Linked DNA regions of Sus scrofa: region 2 is linked to region 1. The links are chromatin contacts, called in public Hi-C maps. All regions are on one chromosome and are shown on one strand. The core of a region is the stretch at or near the end of the contact, and the rest is flanking DNA. Distances in the headings are between cores, read along the strand shown.

Evidence for each region. Hi-C and Micro-C count contacts between places; a contact is called where the count stands out from the background.
Region 2: a contact with region 1 is called in a Hi-C map of epiblast stem cells, with 3 times the contacts expected there. A contact is called at or near these places in 7 of 47 Hi-C or Micro-C datasets (blood, brain, embryonic fibroblasts and 4 more).

Annotation. Positions count from the first base shown.
Region 1 is chr4:93,234,811-93,241,385 of Sscrofa11.1, forward strand. It overlaps INSRR (insulin receptor-related protein), which reads left to right and starts at 4,868. Exons shown (of 22, transcript XM_001929524.5): 1 at 4,868-5,484. The coding sequence starts at 5,358. It overlaps NTRK1 (high affinity nerve growth factor receptor), which reads right to left and starts at 3,134. Exons shown (of 17, transcript XM_001929525.5): 1 at 2,861-3,134. The coding sequence starts at 3,072.
Region 2 is chr4:93,284,390-93,291,050 of Sscrofa11.1, forward strand. It overlaps SH2D2A (SH2 domain-containing protein 2A), which reads left to right. Exons shown (of 8, transcript XM_001929530.6): 3 at 1-164; 4 at 1,224-1,313; 5 at 1,564-1,732; 6 at 5,278-5,427; 7 at 5,613-5,921. Among named protein-coding and RNA genes, the nearest start is that of SH2D2A, 5.3 kb to the left of the region's middle.

The sequences.
Region 1 (6,575 bases), core at 3,618-6,117:
CACACACAGGGACGTAAACACAGGCACAGAGTCGCACCTCCTCACATACAGCCACACGTGCATGCATGAACCTACGGATGTGCACAAGTGCATCTCACACTCTCCCACATGGACACACATAGGCATGTAGATCTCATGCACACACACACACAGAATGTGTGGGCATACTCACATTCACAAACACACCCAAGTCCATTCTCAGCTTGGTGTTCTGCTTTTATACACAGAACCTCTCCTGCACACGCTCAATAACGGGGGTCATGCTGAACCAGTTCCTTCCACAAAAGGCCTGTGCCCGGCGCTGCCACTGCCCCACCCAGCACAAAGGAAGCCCCGTGGCCATGTAAATATGCGCTCCCAAACATGCTGGCTCAGGGGCCACGATCTGGGCTCACCCATCCTGCTACACACACACACACACACACACACACACACACACACACACACACCACTCTCTCCCCCTCAAAGCTGCTGGCCCCTCCCCACACTCAAGCAGCAACCCCCTCACTCCCCATCTTTCAGCAGAGCAAATGACAGGCATAGAGGCTGCCTGTCAGGGACCCTTTGAAGCCCTCCTTGCCCCAGGAGGGACCCCAAAAGGTGGAGAGGAGAGAGTCAGAGCTGGGGCAGTGAAGAGGCACCGACTAGTGGCCTCGCACAGTGAGAGCATGATGGGAAGGCTGGGAGCACTGGGGCAGAAAAACAAAGAGATATGGAAACAGAGACACCTATAAGAAGAAGGAACTGACGGGAAGAGACTGGCAGAGGGACAGAGACAGCCAAGGAGAATGACAGATAAGGAAAGGGAGACAGAGAGACAGATAAGGATGGAGAGCCAGAGAAAGCAAGATAGGGAGAAGAGAAAGAGGCAAAAGCAGGCGAGGGGGGCTGGGGGATTTCGGATGCCCTGGGCCCTGCCCAGCATCTGGATCTAGCATATGCCACACGGAGTTCCTGAGAAGTCAGCTGCCCTGCAGTGGCATGTCAGCCCCCACCCCCTCACCCACAGGGGGCCCTGACTCACTGCCTGTTCTCAGAACTCACCCCCTCTTCCCTGTACTGTCCTCAACTTGTGGGAACAAGGACCAGCCCGAGTGACCCCTCCCCCAACCCCTTTCCGGCCTTGGTCTCAGCAGGACAGCTGGGTTTCAGGTCCTCAGCTCCCTAAGGCCTAGGGAGTGAACTCCAGGGACTCTCAGAGAGTAGGTCCTTGTCCTACCCACTCCCCCTCCCCCAGCCCCTTAGGGCTGTCCCACCCACTCCCTCACCCCCAGGGCTTAGGGCTGTAAGGACCCCAGAGCTGGTGAGAACGCAGTGTGGCCCGGGGTGTGCAAACCGTCAGGCAGCGTGCTCACAGCTGCCTCATTCGTTTGGATTTATAATCAATCTGTCTATTGGAGTCCATTATCTCCTCGTTAGCTCTGCGGGTGAGGGAGGAGGAGGGGACAGTGCCGGCGGAGGCAGGGGCTTCGATGGCCACCCCACCCAGAGGGACAGCTCAGCTCACCACCCTGCGTGGCCTCCAGTCCCCAGCCCCAACCTGTCCACCTCCACCCCACCTCTTCAGGCTGGAATCGGGGCTGGGAAGGGAATCGAGAAAAGAGAACGCTGATGGGGAACGTTCACGAGCCTGGGCTCTGCCTTGAAGGCCCAGAGGGATGAGTGGACAGGACTGGGGTTGGCAGCCTGGATCTCAAGTCCCCTCCCATCATGCCAAGACCTAGGTCCAGACCAAGACAAGGCCATCTCCTCTCCCTAGGGCCATTAGGGAGTGAGATGGAGTACCTTCCCGTTAATTACACGCGATACCCGAGTAACTCAGGACCAATTATCACAGGCTGCTCAGGTCACTTCCAGACATCAATGGCCACTGCCTCAGATATGTTTCAGCCCATCGCTGCATGAGGCCGGGGTTCATGGCCCACTCCCTAACCTCAGGCCACAGGAGGAGGATATTCTAGCAGTTCCTCTTTTCTTCTAGAAGTCCTGCCTGGCTCTGCCAGCCACATAGAACACTCAAGTATTTCCCAGCCATCACAATGTGGTGGCTGGGCCAGTTATTACAGAACACTCCCATGGGGTTCAGCAGCTGCTAAAAGGTCCTTGAGTATTTTGTAACCAATTACTGCAGAATGTCAGAGTACCTCAAATGCTGGGGATTTCTCCCAGTTTGGAGTTGAAGGGAGGAGAGTCTCTCAGCAAGGGCCCTGACTCCCTGCCCAAAGTAGGGAGACGTGGGTGATGAGGGTGATGAGGGTGGGGAGACGAAGTCAGGAGCTGGTCTCACTTCCTACATCCAAATCAAGAGGTGATGAGGACAAGAGACGGTGGAAACTGGGAGAAGAGAGCAGGACCACCAGGCTATGGCACCTTAGCACTTCCCACCTATTCCAGTTCAATTTCCCAATTCCAGGGGGAAGAATTGTCATTGCCTGGTCTTGACAAGGAAGAGGGAGGGGGCTGATTTCTCCCTGGAAAAGGGAAATGATCAGGGTGCCAAATTGGGCGCGGGGGTGTCTCTATGCAGCTAACCACCCCCTGTATAGGGCAGAGGGTGGGCTCCTTCATGGCTGAGCTCCAGAAAGCAGTTTCTAGAACGCTGAGCTCTCTCAAATCTGGTCCATGGAGAGCTCCCCTTCCTCTCCCTGAAGCTAGCGCCACAGCGGCCCTGAGCCCAACTTCAAGGCAGTAACGGCGGGGGCTGCCAGGGCAGCCGGGCACAGCCGAGCGCTGCGCTGTTATCAGCCTGCCGCCGCGCCCGTTCCTCCTGACCCAGCAAGCAAGCAAGCAGCGAGTCCGCGCCCACGGGGCACAGCTATGCCCGCCTGTCCCTGCGTCCCCTCGCCCGCCAGACACTCACAGCTCCGTCAGATTCTCGGCGCCCGGCAGGTGGCGGATGATATCCAGGGCCGCAACCTTCGTGCAGCGCAGCCCCGAAGGGCCGTGGGGGCAGCAGACTTCGGGACAGGATGCGGCGCCCGCAGATGCCAGCATCAGCCAGGCCAGTAGGCTGCCCAGCCCCTTAGCCCGGCCATGTCCGCCGAGCTGCCCGCGCTGTCCGTCTCGCGGCATCACGGCGGAGCCCGCCTCGCCCGGGCCGGGCCGCCGTCTGTGCGCTTCCAGCCGCCGCTGCCCGGCCTCCCCCGACATGTGCGCTGGGCGGTGTTAAAGACCCAGCCGCCAGGAAAGGGCGGAGCCAGGGGCCCCGCCCGGCCCCGCCCCGCCCCCTCCGGCTTCAAACCCTCCCCCTCCTCTCTAAAGTCCCCAAATCTGCCCGCATCCCATTCGGGGCCCCAGCGCCAGCCTACTCCCCGAAGATCCCTCCTGCTCCAGGAGACGCGGAGGGGCATTCGCAGAACGCCTCAGAGGTGTCTCCTGAGTGGGGAAACTGGGAAGTTGATACATTATTTCTCCCAGCCTTTAGCAGCTGCATTTAGGGGGGAGGGGAGATGACTGAGCTTGGGAAGTCTTGCGGTCCAGGTCATCCTAGCCAGCCCCCGGCCTCAGATCTCGCCCCGCACGGTAGGCTTGCCTGAGGGAGTGTGCCTGCCACTTGGGATAAATTAAGTGAAACACTCTCTAATGCCTAGAAAGAAATCAGAAGGGATGCCGAAAAAAACCAAACAGGACCTGGGGAAGGAAAATACTGAAGAGACGGAAAGGGAAGGTGTCTCCCCAAACGACCAGAGAATGGAGACCCAGGAGCCGAGACGCCGATTTCCATGAGAGGCCACGGGGTGGCGCTAAAAGCACGCGCCCAAAGGTGTGAGCTCTGTTGGGGTTGGGTGGGTGGGGACGAGGTCTGCAGCCCCCACTGCGCTGCGCCTCAAGACCCAGCATCAGCCCCTGACCCGGGCCAACCAGCACTGGCCCCCAGGCCGGGTAGGGCCAAGCTGGGCTGGGCTGGCATTGATCGCCGCTCTGACAAGAGCATCGATTTCTGCGCGGAGAAATTAATAGATCTTCTCTTAGCTCCTCGGACGCGGGAGCCGCCTTCGGGCGGAGCTGGGGACCCGTCGGTCCAAGGAGCCGCGCAACCTGAAAGCCCCGGGTCCCTAGCACCAGCCAGAAGACAGATCCCATCCCCTCCACACCGCGGGTCTCAAACAGAGGAAAGGGGGGAAAAGAGAGTCCGGGTGCAGGGACTCTTGAAGAGGGGAGGGCAGACAAGTCCCGCAAGGTACCTGCGAGGGAAGCCATCGGAGGGGAGAGTTCTCTCCAGGGCCCCAGCACAGACTGTCTCCCAGTCCCCCCCACCCTCCCCGCAGAGACAGACTGATCAGCCTGTATTCAGGAAGAGGCGGACAGAGGCGGGGCCCCACGGAGTGACTCTCCTTTCCACGAGGATTTTGGCTAGAGCCCAGGGACTTGGCCAGAAAGGAGCCTCGCGCCCCAAAGTCAACGTGACGGCCTCCTGGGAGATTGTGAGCTGCTCAGAGAGGCGAATGGCAGGATTCTTCCGGAGACGGGTCTCGTTCCTGCCAGGTTTCAAGCTCACCGGGTCTCGGCTAACAGCAGTTACCCCGCAGGTGTCAAGGCACTGGGTGGCAGAACCTAGAACCACCCCTCCCCGGGGGACCCGACGGTTCTGGCGGCTCCAGCCGGCGGGCTGCGCAGCCCCACTTGGGAGAAATGTGCAGGGGCGGCGGAGGTGGGGAACCACGCCAGCCGCATCGGGGTTGGGGGGAGCTCGGTTCTTGGTCTGCCAACCTTCTGTATTTTGGCCTTATTTCCCCAACAGACCTGTCTCTCCCCCGTCAGTTGTTAGGCTAAATATTTTGGCTTGGCGGGAGGGGCGGAGAGAACCGAGAGGTCCCAGAGAACCAATCCGTTTGGGGTGGGTGGGGTGGGGCGGGGAGGCGGCAACCGGGCGAGGTCTCTGCGTGCGGCTCGGGGAGACACCGCGGCCGCGCGGCCAGCTGGCGCTGGGGAGCCGAGCGCGCCCGTGGGGATCCGGGGAAACCCTCCCGGGCGAGCCCCGTCCGCCCCGGGACCCCCTGCTGCCTGTTCCCTGCTCTCTGGGCTTCTACTCTGCCTTCCGGGTTGACTGGCCTCCTGCGCCGCCCTTAGCTCTGAACCTTATGTGACTTTGTCCCTCGGATGCCTCTCTGAGTCCCTCCCTGTTGCTGTCTGCACCTCTTTCCTCGTCTCTCTGTCTCTTGGTTCACACTGAGTCTTGCTGTCTCATCGCTGGCTGTGTCTCTGTGACTCTTGGCTCTTTTGTTCCCCTGTCCCCTGCTATGTGAATCACTACGTGGGATTCTTTGTCGCTCTGTCCCTTCCCTTCCCCTTCCCTCTGAAGCCTGCGGCTTTGTGTCCCTTAAGGCCTGTCAGACCCTTCTCCTCTCTGGAGCCGTATGGAGAAGAGCCAGGACTGGGCACAAAGCAGGACTGGGACAATGGCAGTGCCCAGTCTGTGGCCATGGGTAGCCTGCCTGCTTGCGATCCTCCTCTCCCTGGGATTTGGCCTGGACACGCTAGAGGGTGAGTCCCCAGTACAGCCTCCTGGAGCCCCATCTCCCTCCCCATCCGCTGGGAGGCCAAACACCTGAGCTTCCAGCCAGAATACCTCTAATTACCTACTGAGACGTGAAGACAGGGGTTAGCTCTCAGAAGGACTTCCCACCAGGAAGAGCAGTTTGTGTCCCACATGAGGGTCTTTGCCTTTCAGTTCCCTGGGAAGCGAGAAGGGCCTTGAAACAGGGATGAAGAGATGTCCTCCATTCCCACTTATGAGACAGTCATCCCAGTGAAGCCTGAGTGAGGACCAAGGTGGGGGTGGGGGCAGACTTAGAGGTCATTTCTAGAGCCAGTGAATGGGAAGGGGGCCAGGATGGGAAGGGGAGCTGAGAACTAGGCAGCATCGAGTGACTGCACCCATTGTGCAGACAGGAAACTGAAGCTCAGAGAACTGAAAAGTCAGGGTAGACCGGATTCCTGAGCTCCTGCTTCTGGGCCCTGTCCCCTGTCCCCCACTTTGAGGGCCCACCCACTGGGGTGTCGGGCTGCTTTTGATTAGTCCCCAGGCTGAATACTTCCCATGTATAGGGCTTTTGGGGAGATGGGGCCATGGAAACTACAAGGCCCTCGTGGAGGTACTGGGGGCTTGGCCAGGAGAAGAAGAAAAAATATTGAGACTGGAAGATTCAGAGAGGGAAGGATTAGGAGATGCCCCCTTCCCCAAACCCGGCATTGCCTTCCAGACTGAGGGAGCTCAGGCATCCAGCACTCTGTGCCTGCCTGAAGGATCCCTGTGATGCCCTCAGACTGGGGGCTGCCAGGGGCAGGGCAGGGTCTCCCCTTCCTGCAGAGACAGAGGGGTTCTGTGAATGGATTGGAGGAGGGGGTGCCCTGAGGAGTGCCAGTCACAGAGGCATAGTCCCTCCCCTGCTCCCCTCCCCACCTCCTCTGCTGCTCCAGGACAGGGCACAGCAGATGCCAGCCAGAAGCATGGTTGTCAGGACAGGAGCACGTCCAGGGAGGGGCAGAGGTGGGTGTTTGGCCAGGGGACCCAGATGTCCTATTCCCAGTGCAGCTCTGCACAGGGCCGCATCCTAAGGGGAGGCAGGCAGGGG
Region 2 (6,661 bases), core at 347-2,846, 46 kb after region 1:
GCTACGTGCAGCCCAAAAGACATTGGGAAGGCTGAAGAGATGCCTAGAGAAGAAGCCTTGTCCCTACAGGCAGAGACTCTGGCTTGGTTCCAGAAGACCCAGGCCCATGAGCTCCTGCAGCACGGGGAAGCCCCTGCCTGGTTCCACGGCTTCATCACCCGGAGGTGAGTCACAGAGGAAGAAACAGGCTCAGAGAAGGGCAGGGGGCCAGTCCTGAGTCCTGCGGTCAATCAGGAGCAGATTGCAGCTACAAGCCCAGGCTATGAATTCTGGAGGTTCAAAGGCTGTTTACTAGGGTAGCTCTCCTGCGGGAGATCATTGGAGAGGCTCCAGCGCAAGCCCCCATCCTATGCCTCGGTTTGCCCCTTCTAGGCTCAACCTTCCTCCTGTCTCTGAGGCTTCTCATGTTCACAGTTTCCACCTCCGCCTCAGGCTCTCTCTCCATGCATATATATATATATATATATTTTTTTTTTTTTTTTTTTGGTCTTTTTGCCTTTTCTAGGACCGATCCCGCGGCATATGGAGAGTCCCAGGCTAGGAGTCTAATCAGAGCTGTAGCGGCCAACCCACGCCACAGCCACAGCCACAGCCACAGCCACGCGGGATCCGAGCTGCATCTGTGACCTACAGCACAGCTCAAGGCAACGTCGGATCTTTAACCCACTGAGCAAGGCCAGGGATCGAACCGAGTCGGTTCCTAGTCGGATTCGTTAACCACTGAGCCATGTCCGGAACACCTCCATGCATCTTTACCTCTGGCTCTCTCCAGCCCTCTCCTCTATCTTCCCACCTTTGCAGTTCCTCCCTCCTCCTCCACTTCTCAGCTTTACTGTATCCCTGTGTTCACCTCCTCCAGCACCGGCCACTGGTGATTTTGAAATCTGGAAGTCTACTCCCATCCCTGTTGCTGTGGCCACAGCACTGTGCCCTCCACCCCCACCCCCCGCCCCGGCCCCTCCACCCCCTGGTTGCTTTTCCAGGATGAGGCCAGAAGGAGGATGCTGGGCTGGGAGGTCTCCTGAGTGGGACCTCTGGCCTCTGTCCACACCCAGACCCCGCAGCGAGAGTGCAGTACCCACATCCTCTCTTCCACCTTCACCCTTCTCTAGCCACTTAAGGCCACTTGGCGGCAGGTTGGGGTCTCCTATGAGAGCCAGGGAGACAGGGAGTGAGGCTGGAAGAATCAGAGCAGCCTTCCATGTCTTTTCTGTCACCCACAGAGAGGCCGAAAGGTTGCTGGAAACAGAGCCTCAGGGATGTTACTTGGTGCGTTTCAGCGAGAGCGCCGTGACCTTTGTGCTGACTTACAGGTGCGGGGCGGGGAGGTGCGCACGCGGACAAGGAGGCGGGGCTTCTGGCTAAGCGGAGGGTGGGACTTGGTGCTGACTCACAAATAAGGGGCAGAGAACTTCACGCCCAGCAGGGGCGGGGTCTTTACGCTCAGCCCCCCGGGCTACTGAGGATGGGAGAGCCTGGCGCCGGGCGGGGAACGGTCACGCCGCGTGCTGATGCCCTGGCCGGGAGGAAGGAGCAGATCTGATTCTGACTGGTGCCCTCCAGGAGCCGGACTTGCTGCCGCCACTTCCTGCTGGCCCAGCTCCGGGACGGGCGCCACGTGGTGCTGGGCGAGGACAGCGCCCACGCGCGGCTGCAGGACCTGCTGCTGCACTACACGGCGGGACCGCTCAGCCCCTACGGGGAGAAGCTCACCGAGCCCCTCCCCCGCCAGGTACGCCGTCCCCACCCCGGCCTTGACCCTGACCCTGAGCCCAGAGACCCAGGCCAGCGCCCCTCCGCACGCAGAGCTCAGGTTGCAGGACCGAGACACAAGGCACTTTCCCATTAGGACGGATAACCCAACCACGCCTCCCCTGCCCTTCCGGGCATGCCCTTCCAGAAAGATGCGGGCTGGGGGAAGGGTCCTTGCCAGACTAGCCTAACCACTCAAAGACTGGAAGGTTGGAAGTGGCCAGCTAGGCAGACGGGTCCTTGTGTTTCTGTTTTGTTTTGTTTTTAAATTAGGAGATATTTACTGAGTACCCAGCATACACCGGGTGCTGGCAGGCCCTGAAAGTAGAGTCATGGACAAGATAGATGGGTGTCAAACCCACAAAGCTTTCTTAGCAGCAGCAAAAACAATTATAGGAATCAAGGCTCACCTTTCTTCTGTCTCTAAGGCTTCTCGTTTTCACAGTTTGAGTGTGATGAGAGAGGAAATATAGAATGGGGTGCCCTTTAGCTCACTCAGTGGAGAGCCGCATCAGAGAGGCCCTCCCCGCGGAAGTTCAAGCAGTTCTGAGGGACAACTATGTGCCATTCATTTGTCTGGGCACTGGGGAAATAGTAAACCAAACTGACCAAAATATCCTTATCTCACAGAGCTTTCATTCTAGTGAGAGGAAACAGACAGCAAATGCATAATACAGATAACAGAGACTACAGAAACTGGGAGTGACAGTGTTGGGGCTATTTTAATAGGGACATCAGGAAAGTCTACTCTGGTAAGGGGACATTTGAACAGAGGCCTGAGGGAGGGAGTCATGCAGCCAACTGGAGGAAAAGCATCCTAGGTAGATGCCACAGCAGGTGCAAAGGCCCTGAGGTCAGAGGACCCTTGAAGTGTGTGAACAAGACTAAGAGCAGTGAGATAGAAAGGTAGGAGATGAGATCAGAGGGGTGAAGGAGAAGGGCCCTGTAGGCTCTTGTGTGATTAGGTGTTTTTATTCTGAGTGAGATGGGCTGGCACTAGACAGATGCAAGCTAAAGAAGGACATGACCTGGAGTTCTCGTTGTGGCTCAGTGGTTTAGTATCCCTGAGGATGTGGGTTCGATCCCTGGCCTGGCTCAGTGGGTTAAGGATCTGGCATTGCTGTGAGCTGTGGTGTAGGTCACAGACGCGACTCAGATCCTGAGTTGCTGCGGCTGCGGCTGTGGCTGTGGTGTAGGCCGGCAGCTGCAGCTCCCATTCAACCCCTAGCCTGGGAACTTCCATATGCCGCAGTTGGAGGCCATTACAATGCTTTCAGGAGGAAAGATTGCAGCCTGGACCAGGTTGGTAAAGGGGAAGAAGGGGTTAGGAGGTGAGACTCTGGGTCTGTTTGGAAGATGGAGCGGACAAGGGTTTTTGCAGAATTGGATGAGGAATGTGAAAAGATGGAGTTGTCCTTGACTGAGATGAGGAAGATTGTAGGAGGAGCAACACTGGGAGAGTCAGGATCTGGAATTCAGTTTTGATAGTCACAGTTGGAGAGGTCCGTTCAGTATCCAAATGCAGATGTCACGTAGCCAGTTGGAATACATGGATCTGGAGTTTAGGACAGAAGTCTAGATTGGAGTTCAACATTTGGGAGCCATCAGCATGTAGATGAAATCTCATCTGCCAGGAGCAATGAAATATTCAGGAGCAATGAAATCTCACTCAACAATGAGTATAGATGGAAAAGAAAGGAATACCACGTCTCCAGCAGAGTGTGCAGAAATGAGGGGGAACCTACAAAGAAAATTAAGAAGGAGCAGCCAGAGAGAGAGGAGAAGAACCAGGAGAGTGATGCTCTAGACAGCAAGCAAAGAAAATACATCCAGGAAGAGCAGGTGCCAGTGGGTCCAGGATTGACAGTTGGATTTGGCCAAGATAAGGTCACGGGTGACCTGGGCAAGAAGAGTTTCCTGGAGCTTGACTGGAGTCAGTTCCAAGTGTGCCCTGTGGGACTATGCCTAGGGTGACTCTTGGGCAGAATTGTTTGAGGAGGAGACAGAGACCTGAAGATTCCCCAGCAGTGGCAACGGGGTGTAGGGAAGTCTGGAGCTGAGAGGGCTTAAGGCAGAGCTATCTGAGGCCAAGCTCTATGACTGGGCCTCAGCGGGTCTTGTCACTCAAGTTGTCTGGAGTTTGGGCTTCATCCTGGAGCAATGGGCAGCCACCAAAGGATTGCCAGGGGAACTTCTGCAGGCTCAGTCTGCTCTCAGAGTGGAGAATGGGTTGGCAGGGCAAGATGACACAGGCAGAGAAATTAAGACCTGAACCAGGGAGTTCCCTTCGTGGTGCAGAGGAAATGAATTCTACTAGAATCCATGAGGATGCGGGTTTGATTTCTGGCCTCGCTCAGTGGGTCAGGGATCCGGCTGTGAGCTGTGGTGTAGGTTGCAGATGCAGATCGGATCCCATGTTGCTGTGGTTGTGGCACATTTGTGCACCCACGGATAAATGCTGAGCTAAAAGAACACCTAATGTTGGAGTTCCCATTGTGGTGCAGCAGAAAGCTATCCGACTAGGGACCATGAGATTGCAGTTTGATCCCTGGCCTTGATCAGTGGATTAAGGATCCAGCATTTCCGTGAGGTGTGGTGTAGGTTGCAGACACAGCTCGGATCCCATGTTGCTGTGGCTGTGGCGTAGGCTGGCAGCTGTAGCTCCAATTGGACTCCTAGCCTGGGAACCGCCATATGCCATGGGTGCGGCCCTAAAAAGTAAAAAAAAAAAAGAAAAAGAAAAAGAAAGAAACACCTCACGTGGGAAGAAACCCTGTAGGGCTCATGTCCCCTGAGGCAATGTCTCTGTCCCTAAAATATCTAGCTTATAGCAGCATAAAGTACTCCCCCGGCACCTGCAGAAATAAACGCAGGCACAGTAGTCTTGAGGATTTGTCCTCATGCTGGAAATTTTTAGGCCAGACTTCTAAAGCCTTGGGGGGTTTTTTGGGTTTTGTTTTGTTTGTTTTGTCTTTTTGCCTTTTCTAGGGCCGCTCCTGCAGCATATGGAGGTTCCCAGGCTAGGGGTCCAATCGGAGCTGTTGCTGCCAGCCTACACCACAGCCACAGCAACGCCAGATCTGACCCGCATCTGCAACCTACACCACAGCTCACGGCAACGCCAGATCCTTAACCCACTGAGTGAGTCCAGGGATGGAACCTGCAACCTCATGGTTCCTAGGCAGATTGGTTGACCACTGAGCCAGGACAAGAACTCCTCTAATGCCTTGTTGCAGTTTTATAACCACAGGCACAAATAGCAACTAGTCTTGCCCTGCGTTCCAGGTGAAGTTAAGTTTAATGCTAGATATGGCCTGTGAACAGAGTTACTGCCCTGCCTCTGGTCCCCTTGTCACCTCCATCCCCTCGTCCTCACCCGGGAACCCAGCGTCTGCCAAATTTCTGTGCTCCCCCGACCCCATTCTCCGCGTGGACCAGAATATTCTGCCCTCCTGGATCCCAGGCCCATTCCGGCCCACCACCCCGCCTGCACCAAGTCCCTGAGGCCTGCTTTCTTCCCCACAGACTCCTGAGCCCGTAGGACTGTCCCTAAGGACTGAAGAATCAGACTCTGGAAGCAAAAGCCAGGACTCACAACCTCAGTACAGTCCAATTCTCAAAAAGGAGCAGAGCGCAGCCTTCAAGCAGAAAGAGGGGGCCGGAGAGCCAAAGGAGGTATTGGGAGGGAGGGGCTGAGAGAGAAGGCAGGGTCTGAGGGATGGGAGGAGCCTGCGGGGAGGGGAGGGGCCAGAAGGGAGGAGGCGGGGCTTATGGGGGCGGAGTCTCAAGCTGGGCTCCTGCTTCGGATCTGCCAGGGTTGCTCTGACCCACTTCCCCTCCCCGCCCGCTTTCTCTCCTAGCCCACCCAGCCGCCCAGGCCTAAGCCTCGCATCCCCGCCAGACCCCACCTGCCCCCCGAAGTCTACACAAGCCCCGCTCCGAGACCCCGCCCAACCCCGCCCCACAAGCCCTCCAACCCCATCTACCACGAACCTGACGAGCCCATAGCTTTCTATGCCATGGGCCGGGGCAGCCCCGGGGAAGCCCCCAGCAACATTTATGCCGAGGTGGAGGTGAAAGTGCCTGATTCAGGGGGTGAGAGCCCGCCGCGCATCCTCAGGCACGAAGTCCTACGGAAGTGCCAGTCCAGGCCTGTCCTAGGAAGCCAGGTAAATGGGGGTGCGGGGGGAAAGTTAGACCACAAGGAGGACTTTCTTTTTCTTTTCTTTTTTTCTTCTTTTTCTTTCTTTCTTTCTTTCTTTCTTTTTTTTTTTTTTAGGGCCGCACCCACGTCATATAGAGGCTCCCAGGCTAGGGGTCCAATCGGAGCTACAGCTTCTGGCCTCCGCCACAGCAACGCAGGATCCGAGCCGCGTCTGCGACCTGCACCACAGCTCACAGCAACGCCGGATCCTTAACCCACTGAGCGAGGCCAGGGATTGAACCTTACAACTTCATGGTTCCTAGTGGGATTCGCTTCCGCTGCACCACGGTGGGAACTCCAAGGAGGACTTTCTGGAAGCTCGATTGGGGAGGGTGAAGAGGGTGTTCAGACTGGATGTCTGGGTCAAGGTTAATGCAGGTCAGAGGTCTAGGATGAGATGGGAAGGACAGAGGGTCCAGGCTGCCAGCCACCCTCTTCCAGGCTCAGATTTGCTCCCTCTCCTCTGCCTGGAGTTAATAGGACCTGCCTCCCTTATGTCAAGTCTCCCCCTCTGCTTCTTAGAGAAAACAGAGGCCCCTTAGGGCCTCCTCAGCCTTCCCCCACCTGAGCCTGAGTCCCTCTCTCCTTGCTGGTCCTCCTCAGACACCTGAGACTGGCCCCACCCTGTACCGGGAATCCTGGCTGAACTTGGGCCTCTTCTGCTCTGGCCCCCTCCCCCTCAGCCTTCAGGGCCCTGCCTTGCCA